Linked DNA regions of Mus musculus: all the other regions are linked to region 2. The links are chromatin contacts, called in public HiChIP or PLAC-seq and promoter capture Hi-C maps. All regions are on one chromosome and are shown on one strand. The core of a region is the stretch at or near the end of the contact, and the rest is flanking DNA. Distances in the headings are between cores, read along the strand shown.

The links. Promoter capture Hi-C pulls out the DNA fragments that hold promoters and counts their contacts. HiChIP or PLAC-seq counts read pairs in DNA pulled down with a chosen protein or histone mark.
Region 1: a contact with region 2 is called in an H3K27ac HiChIP or PLAC-seq map of stem cell-derived neural progenitor cells, with 5 times the contacts expected there. The contact joins the enhancer-like site here to the promoter of Ntsr2 in region 2. A contact is called at or near these places in 1 of 39 promoter capture datasets (liver), 1 of 484 Hi-C or Micro-C datasets (brown adipocytes), 2 of 115 datasets of contacts at active chromatin or transcription factors (embryonic stem cells and stem cell-derived neural progenitor cells) and 1 of 9 other capture datasets (liver).
Region 3: a contact with region 2 is called in a promoter capture Hi-C map of the 3T3-L1 cell line, with 9 times the contacts expected there. The contact joins the enhancer-like site here to the promoter of Ntsr2 in region 2. A contact is called at or near these places in 5 of 39 promoter capture datasets (the 3T3-L1 cell line, 3T3-L1-derived adipocytes, hippocampal neurons and 2 more), 1 of 15 datasets of contacts at CTCF or cohesin (the NIH/3T3 cell line), 1 of 484 Hi-C or Micro-C datasets (embryonic fibroblasts) and 1 of 115 datasets of contacts at active chromatin or transcription factors (astrocytes).

The regions. Positions count from the first base shown.
Region 1 is chr12:15,564,417-15,567,558 of GRCm38.p6, reverse strand. No RefSeq gene overlaps it. Among named protein-coding and RNA genes, the nearest start is that of Gm40287, 40 kb to the left of the region's middle. Within about 2 kb of position 1,273, at least 93 of the 459 cell types and tissues checked have an H3K27ac peak or open chromatin away from gene starts, as enhancers often do. A contact at or near this core is called in stem cell-derived neural progenitor cells, where this site is marked.
Region 2 is chr12:16,652,220-16,654,999 of GRCm38.p6, reverse strand. Ntsr2 (neurotensin receptor 2) reads right to left here and starts at 1,530. Exons shown (of 4, transcript NM_008747.2): 1 at 877-1,530. The coding sequence starts at 1,500. It also overlaps a transcript of Lpin1 not described here.
Region 3 is chr12:15,616,348-15,619,185 of GRCm38.p6, reverse strand. All of the region lies in intron 1 of Gm40287 (a long non-coding RNA gene), which reads right to left. Among named protein-coding and RNA genes, the nearest start is that of Gm40287, 11 kb to the right of the region's middle. Within about 2 kb of position 1,580, at least 58 of the 459 cell types and tissues checked have an H3K27ac peak or open chromatin away from gene starts, as enhancers often do. A contact at or near this core is called in the NIH/3T3 cell line, where this site is marked.

The sequences.
Region 1 (3,142 bases), core at 24-2,523, 1.1 Mb after region 2:
ACATATATGTCAGATACTTACATAGACAAAGACATAGATTTAAATAAAAATAAGACAAATAAATATTTTTAAATCATTTAAAAGCCCCCTTTCAACACGCTCCTCTAGGCAGTACTAATTGAATTTAGTGATTATGTATGACAAGATGAAGTTTAACGGTTTCTATTTTTGCAGAAATGGAAGCTAGAGGAAGAAAGAGAGCCTAGATATGGCCATAATTAATTGCTTATGTCTATGAAATTCTCTGAAATAAAATATTTTAAATCCTTAAGATTTTATTAATACATTTAATACTTGCTACAACTTCAGAGCCAAGCTATAGGGACGCTGTTTTTGGATATTGTTAGAATTTGAGCTCTAATTTTAGGAAGTCACCACTAGCCTGCTGTGAAAGCAAACAAACCTGCAGTAGGATTCCAAGCTGTTTTCCTGCTATGATGAATCTGATGAAATGGAGCTTCAAGGAAAATGTACATTTTACATTTCCCCACTCTTGATAAAAGGTCACCGTGACCTCTATTTTTCTTCTTAGAGACTGATAAAGTGGCATAACAACTTTCCAGAACAGGTAAAACCACAGTGATCAGCAGAGAGTCTCTCAGGACATGGCAATCAGGTGCCCCTTAGGCACTGTGGCAATTCTGCATCCATAAATCTCCACAGCACCTGCTCTGTAGTAGACTTTTCAGTAAACGCTGTGTTATAGGGTCATAAAACCACAGTATAAAGTTTGGAGCGATTAAGAAGAAAAAGCTTTCCCAGCGATGCCTACCACACTCCACTTAGCAACAGACGTTTGTCCTGGAGAGAAGCATGAATGTCCCCTTCAGTCCCCTCCCTCCTCATGGGGTCTGATGCAGCTGCAGATGCCTCTGGCTGCTCCCTGCCCCTTCTTACACTGCTGCATTGCTCTGAACTAGGCCTTTGTTCTTGCAAGGGAATCAAAGGGAACTTGGAATTGAACTTGCGGATGCTTGCTGGCAGGAGGGAGAAAGAGGAGAGCCTGGGATTTTGGATAGTTTATGTGACCCTTATTTCCTACCCACCCTCCACACTCAACTCAATTAATCTCAAGTTGAAACAGATTTATTTATATTTTCCAGAACATTCTAGCGATGTTGTCTTCATTTGGGCCAGTTTCTAAGTGTTTTCTTTCCTTTTGTTTGAAAAGAAACATGAGACTGGTCCCTATTAAAAAGGAAGAAAGCATCATGGATATCCAGCTTCCCTCCAGCTACCCTGAATCTGAGCAGACTGCATGACTCATCTTTCCTAGAAACACAACAATGAGGTCATCCTGTCTGCTTCCTTCCCACTCTGAGTACAGTTGAATTGGGTTCCTCTGTTCTCAGAGGGTTTTTTTTTTTTTTTGAAAAGCCCTCTGCTTGTTAAAATGCCTGAGTTTTGTTATATAATTGGAGTGCAGCAAGAAAGAACACTAGCAGTGATTGGCATTTTTTTTTTCACTCATCTCAATTCTCATCTACAAAACTAAAATTGTGTAAGTGGTAGGAAAAAAAGTTATATCTCAATATTGTTTTGTTATTTTTCTCTTGTCCTGGAAGCTCACCACTTTCACAGACAGTTACATGTACATTGAACAACTCCCCTAGACTAGGTTCATTTGCAGAAAACTAAAATCTGATGCTTGTTGCCAGCCACAATTTTGCCCTCTACCATGCCCGTCTCTTTTTCGATCATTATCATGTGACGGACCATCCTCCGCTCTATGTCTGGGTCTGTCAGATATGGTTCTTGACACTTTAAATGCTTAGTTGTGCTGATTGATTAATAAGTTAGGCTGAACTCCAAATAAATTTAAATATCTGGCTACATATTCCTGTAAGTAGATATTCACTAAGCTGACAAGTTGCCATCATAGAGTAAAGAAAATACCTGGACAAATACACTGTCTGGAACCCATCAGATAGTCTGGTATCGTTATTATACAACCAGAATCTAGGCTATGCTTATTTTTTTTTAAGTAATTATAGTTTTCAAAATTTCTGACTCTGTTGCTGAAAATGTTGCTAAGGTCAAGACACTAATTCATGCATAATTAAATTATGCAATCATCATGTCCCCACTTGGCATTGATTGTCTGCAAATAGAATAGTCTAGGAGAAGAGAAAGGACTACCTGGAAGTAGAAGAGACAGGGAAGCAGAGGAGAGTACTGGTCTACTTAGGGAATACACTCAAAGTATAGTATGTCCTTGTATTAAAAAATAGCACACTGTATCTGTATTAAACCTGTAAAAAGTTGAAGGAGAATATTATAAAAAATTGTATTTTTGTCTATTTTACAATTTGTATATATCTAAGATATTAATGTTCAAAGATTAGCTTATAAGACCTCTCAACTTCCTTTGAAATAGAATAAAATGCATTTCCTACTGCATCAAAAATAAATTTAAGAAACAAACAGATGAAAGGAAAATACAGAGAGATAGCATAAGATACCATAGGAGTTCTAGGTGTTTTATATGGAATAGACATTATAGTTTTCCATTTGGGTTGAAGGTACTATAGGTACTTTCCAGACAGACATTAAAAGCACAACATCCCAGAATTTACAGCTAAAATAAGACTCTAGATGTGTAAAGAATCTTGTTCTCACAGCTAGCAATGCTTGAATTGTAAGTAGGTCTTGTCTGTCATTAGCTGGACCCTGGTCTGAGCAGGTTCACAATGCAGAATGATTTCTTGGATTGAAGTGAAGAGAACAAAGCTAACTGGAGATTAATTGGAATAGCCTGGAGAAATTTAAATAAATATGACAAACTACACGGGGAGTTCTGTGGTGTAAAGCACATGTATATTTAAAAAGGTTGACATGTACAGGGCCAAATAATCTTATTATTAAAAGATAGCTTGGGAAACCCAGATACTTTCTTAAATTTCCAATAAAGTGACATATCTCTGTTGTGCCCCAATCCCTGCAACCTATGTATGGACTATCACTTTATACTAAATTTTCATGCCATTCCTTAACTAGTCTTTTTGGTCCTGTTTCTTCCTTCTTAAAATAGATTTCTTTATTTACATGTGTGTGCATATGCAAGGCCAGCAGGTGTTAAATCCTCTGGAACTGGAGTTATAGGTAGTTTCAAACTACCTGATGCGGTCAGTAGTGAGGCTAA
Region 2 (2,780 bases), core at 281-2,780:
GGTTTCTCTTGGGTGAAGAGGGAGGTGGTAAGTGAAGGACGGATGAATAGGTCCTAGACTCCTCCCTTCCTGCCCACCAGACCCAGATGATACACACAGGATGGTGCAGAGAAAAGGAGCTTTATGCCAGGCACCGCAGCCTTGTACTGTGGCAAGAGAATAGGGTGGAGAGAAAGAGGTATCAAGATTAATATGAAAGAAACCAATGGCAGAGAAAGGCTGGGGACCCTCACCAACAGCTACACATAAGAGACAAAACAGTAGAAAAAGCTCATGGATTATAAATGTGGGAGAAGGCAGGTGCTGTGCAAATGGCACATACTCTACTCCTGGCCAGTGCCCTTGAGCTTCTAACAGCTCCCTCCTCTTCTGCTCTGTATCCACTTCAGTTGTGCAAGTGTTTTTCTTCCTGACAAACCCTTCTGTTCTACCACCATATGTGTGCCCCTAGTCTAATCCATTGTTCTGGCACACCCGGACTTGAAAATCTCAAGCAATAGCTGCAAGACTCCAGTCCACACCTGGCCAGGAATTCAATGCAGAAGATATGATGGTCCAGTCATCTATGCAGCCCCTAATCCCACACATGTCCTGATGCACCAGCCAGCATGCCTTTCTGCACTTTCACATGTTTACCCTTCCAGATCCTCTGTGTGCTCACGGGTAGTGAAGGGATGCTGCTTGCACCCTTCCTTGGTCCTTTGAATATCTGGGAAGGACCCTGGAGGAGTTGCTTTAGTTTCTTTCACTACCCCAGTGTGTGTGTGTGTGTGTGTGTGTGTGTGTGTGTGTGTGTGTGTGTGTGTGTGTGTGTTAAAGGCTAACTGTAGGACATAGGTTTCCCCTTCTACTGTACCCCACTCCCCACTCCCTTACCTGGATGAAGACCTGGAGCGTGGCGCGACTTACTAGCACCGTGCACACACGCGAGGCAGGCTCAGGCTCCCCGTCGGCCCTCTCCATTTCGTGCTTCTGTCCCATGATAACCGCCATGGGCAGGGCAAGGCCCAGAGAGGCGACCCAGACTAGTGACAGCAGGCGGCGGGTGCGGCGCGGGGTGAGCAGGCGGCGGGCGCGCAGCGGCTGGCACACGGCCAGGCAGCGCTCTGCGCTCAGGCTGGCCACGCTCAGCACCGTGGCGTAGGCGCACAGCTCACGCACGAAGTAATAGCCACGACAGCCGAGATCGCCGAAGACCCAGGGGTAGTGGGACCACACGAAGTTGTAGAGCTCCATGGGCACGCTGATCAGCAGTAGCAGCAGGGCTGACAGTGCCAGGCTGAGCACGTGGTAGCGCAGGCGCCCGGGGCGACCCGCCCGCGCCTTCAGCACCACGTGCACGGACAGCGCATTGCCGGCTGTGCCAAGCGCGAAGATGAGCGAATAGAGCGCGGTGAACAGCACCTTGGCCCAGAGGCGAGTGTCCACGCCCAGCCGCGCCTCCAGGCTCAGCCCTGCACTGGGGCTGGGCCTCGGGGGCCACAGGCTGCTGGTCTCCATCTCTGTCTCGTGGTGGCCTGATCTCCCTCCCTCTCACTGCCCAGAGCCTGGGCTAGCTGCCCGGGGAGCCAGCACCACCTCCTTTCTGGGAACCTCCAAAACTGGGAGGACACGCCTCTGGAGGGAGTTCCAGAATCAGTCTTCAATCTTTCTGCCATTTGGCTCATCCAGAAAAGCACGTGTTGGTGGAAGAAGGTGGGGGAGGACATCCTTTGAGGTTCACCTGGATGGCATTGCTGGTAAGCCATGTGACCCGTGGGTAGGTTTTTAAAAGCCCTCTGTCCCCACCCCATTGCTTTTCAACTTTAAAATACTACCCATGCTGCAGAATTTCTCTAGGGATCAAATGAGTTAATTGGCAGGCAGATGCTCAAGCTACAGTACAGACAGACAGACACAATTTGAACTTCGCAACATCCCTCACCCCCGTCTGTTTGTTGTCATTTCTATGAGCAATCTGAGAAAGAGACAGCTCAGAGAAGGCTTTGCCAGGCTTCAGCAACTTTGCTCTCATTAACCTGGCTGCCTCTGTGTGATGGTTTGTATGTGCTTGGCCCAGGGAGTGGCACTATTAGAAGGCGTGGCCTTAGCCGGGCATGGTGGCATACACCTTTAATCCCAGTACTTGGGAGGCAGACGAATTTCTGAGTTCGATGCCAGTCTGGTCTACAGAGTGAGTTCCAGGACAGCCAACCCTGTCTCAGAAAAACAAAAAACAAAAAACAAAAAACAAAAAACAAAAAAAGGCATAGCCTTGTTGGAGTAGGTTTGTCACTGTGCGTGTGGGCTATAAGACCCTCATCTTAGCTGCCTGGAGGTTAGTCTTCTCATAGCAGCCTTCAGATGAAGATGTAAAACTCTCAGCTCTGCCTGTACCATGCCTGCCTGGATGCTGCCATGCTCCTGACTTGATAATAATGGACTAAACATCTGAACCTGTAAGCCAGCCCCAATTAAAAGTTGTCTTTATAAGAGTTGCCTTGGTCATGGTGTCTGTTCACAGCAGTACAACCCTAACTATGACACTCTGTCGCAGTAATAACCTCAAGAAGGTGGCCAGTGCACGCACCCTCCTGGTATCACACTGTCCCAGGATGTCACCCTCAGAGCAGAGGGACGAGTGTGTGTTAAATCTGTTAAACTGTGCGTATTTGTGAGCTCATGAAGAAATGAGAACTCTGGAGCTGGAAGACTTTTTGGATACCCATCTTCCTGTTCAGAGGAGGTCTAGTGTCTACTGGGGACAGAATTAGATTGACACCCATACCTCCGGATTCTGT
Region 3 (2,838 bases), core at 331-2,830, 1.0 Mb after region 2:
GATTAGTTAACTATAGACAATGGGCAGACTATTATATCTCTGTAAATATCTAAAAGGAGAGGTTGAATGTTCAATTCTAGGTAAAGTTTTGAAGGGACACGCTTATGTCTGCTGAAGGATATAACTCTATGTGATGTAAAGTCACTTCATGTTTGTATCATGTTGTATATCTTGCATCTAATATATAGTGATACCATGTGAACCTTCTCTACTCACAATGCTTTCAAGAATTATTAAAACTACCAGAACATTAGTTTGATAACAATTTTTAGCTTTAGTTTTTTCTTCTGTTTTTGAGCTTCTTCCCTGTTTCATATTGGACATGTGAAGAGAGCAAATAATACAAGAGATCTCAGTTTTGAGACCTATATATGCTATATAATGAGTTGATGTATTAGTTATCTTTATGTGTCACCGTGATAGAATATCCAAGAGACACAACTTACAATGAGGAATTATTTACTTGGCTTACAATTTCAAAGATTCCAATTCATAGTTGCTTGGCTGTGTTGCTATTGGTCTAGGGTACCATGGTGCATGACAACTGTGAGAGATGGCAGCAGAAATCTGCTATGCTTTATATAATCTGAAAGGGAATGGTTAGAGGAAGAGTCCAGGCCTCTAATATCTATATCCTTCAAGGCATTCCTCTGTGACTTAACTACCTCCATAAAGATTTTACCTCTGAATGTGTTACCACCTCCAATAGGTCCATGGGGATCAAGGTTTTCACACATCAGCCTTTGGAGGATATTTCACATCCAAAATTATATTAATCAGGAGGTAGAGATGCAAAGATCAGAGAATTGGGGAATGGAAAGGCACAGAATGAGACCAGTGACACAGAACCACGTGTTTCTCATTTGAACAAGGCATGGCACAATCCCTGGTGTTGAGAATGAGATATGAACCCATCCCCTTCTCCTTCCCACTCTCTGTCCTCATATTAAGCATGTGCTAGACTGTTTTCATTTGACAATATGAGAACTTGGCCTCTTGGGCAACAATGTGGGAGGATCCATTTGCCTTGATGAACACTGCATTAGAAGATAGAAATGGTCAGAAAACACTACATTTTTTGAACAAATTCACGAATGTTTAGAGGTGGAGGTGGAGGTATTTCCATATACTCCCATGGACTAAAATGAATACAAATTACCAATGGACATTCTAATGGGAAACCAGACTGATAAGGAGTATGACTCTCAGCTAGCTGTGAGATTTAAATGCATATTGGGACTTGTAAACAGGCTAGATCTTTTGTGTTTAAATAGCAAGAAGTAGGTCAGTCTTGGTCATTAGATATTCTTATAATATAATATGGTTAGTAATAAGGACCATGTGAATCTACATTAGACCCAGAAAACAGATCTCTGATCCCCAATTGCAATAGTTACTCACTTGGGATGCAGACTTAGAAACAACCGGAAATTCTATTAAAAGAGGCATTTAAAAAGGGGACCATTCCCCAAGAGCACATTTTCTAATCATCTTGGCTGTCCCTTTTAGGCTCAGTAAAACAAACTCATGCAGTGTAAGTATGTTCAGCAATTGGGCCTGTTCCCAGGTTGTGAGACATTCAGCAAAAATCCAGAGTTATTATTAGATCTGCACGCAGGCTTTTGTCAAAAGGCCTCTTGAACTGTTAGGAAATCAGAGTGCAAATTGATAATGACACACTACACATCTCTGGCCTGGCAGCTCCCTCAAGGCTGCTGAGATACCCCAGGACCAGCTTCCATGGTTTCATGCCAGCAGCCTGCTGCTCAACACTTGTCCCTTCCCTAAGCCAGTGTGACAACTGCATTCTTCTCTTGCCTAGAAGAGGCAAAAGGAGATGGATTAAGGAGGATGTTTGAACTGAGACTATTAATTTCCTTTTAGTGTGCATTCAAGTCAGAGCCCTTTATAAGAGAACCTTTTGTGGTTTCATAAAATTACAACGTTGGCTATTCGGCTGCCTTTCCCAAAGCACAAATTTGGATTCTAAAGAAAACGTACATACTTTGTATGAAGAAAAGAGGGGGGGGGGGAGTGAGTATGCAGTTATCTTAAATATATTCATTTATGTAATCATTCTGTTACCACAGAAACAATTACAATATTAGCTTTTTATTAATAAAGGAGATCATAAAAACACAGTGTTCATAAAACTTATAAGGCTTCTTTGATAGTTTTATGAAAAATAATAGTAAAAAATAACTTTCCCTTATAATGTATAAGTGATTAAAATGCTTTTATAAGCTTTCAGTTTAAAACATAACATTGTCCTTTTGCTACTATAGTTACAGTACGTTTTCATGGGTCAGGGTTGGCCAAGAGATCCAGGAATGTGTGTGATGTCTCCCAGAGAAAGTGGGAAAAGATTCCTAAATGCCTTATCTTAACATACCAGATTCCAACAGCACCCTTCAAGGGAGCTTGGAAGCCATGTTAATGGAAGACTGCTCACAAATGGCAAAGCTATTTTAGACTCAGAGAGCCCACAAAAGCTCTGCTACTTAACACATAGTAGGAAATTCATTTTCTGAAGGAATTCTTAGACATGTCACCTGAGAGAAAGAGAACATTTCACTTAGTCTAATGAAGACAGAAAATCAAACTCAATCTCAGAGCCATTGCATATGGGCAGCTTGGTCAATCTCAGTGCCATTGCGTATGAGCAGCTTGGGTTTTAGACCATCCCATGTTCAGGAATAGACTGCCAACCTGGGACGCAGCAATCATAGGAACACTTATGTTATCTACCACCCTGCCTCTTAGCTTTATGTGCTGTGTGTTATTAACCCACCTTCTTGCCTTCTAATTTGTTTTCTCTCTTAGGTCAATGGTTGTCCA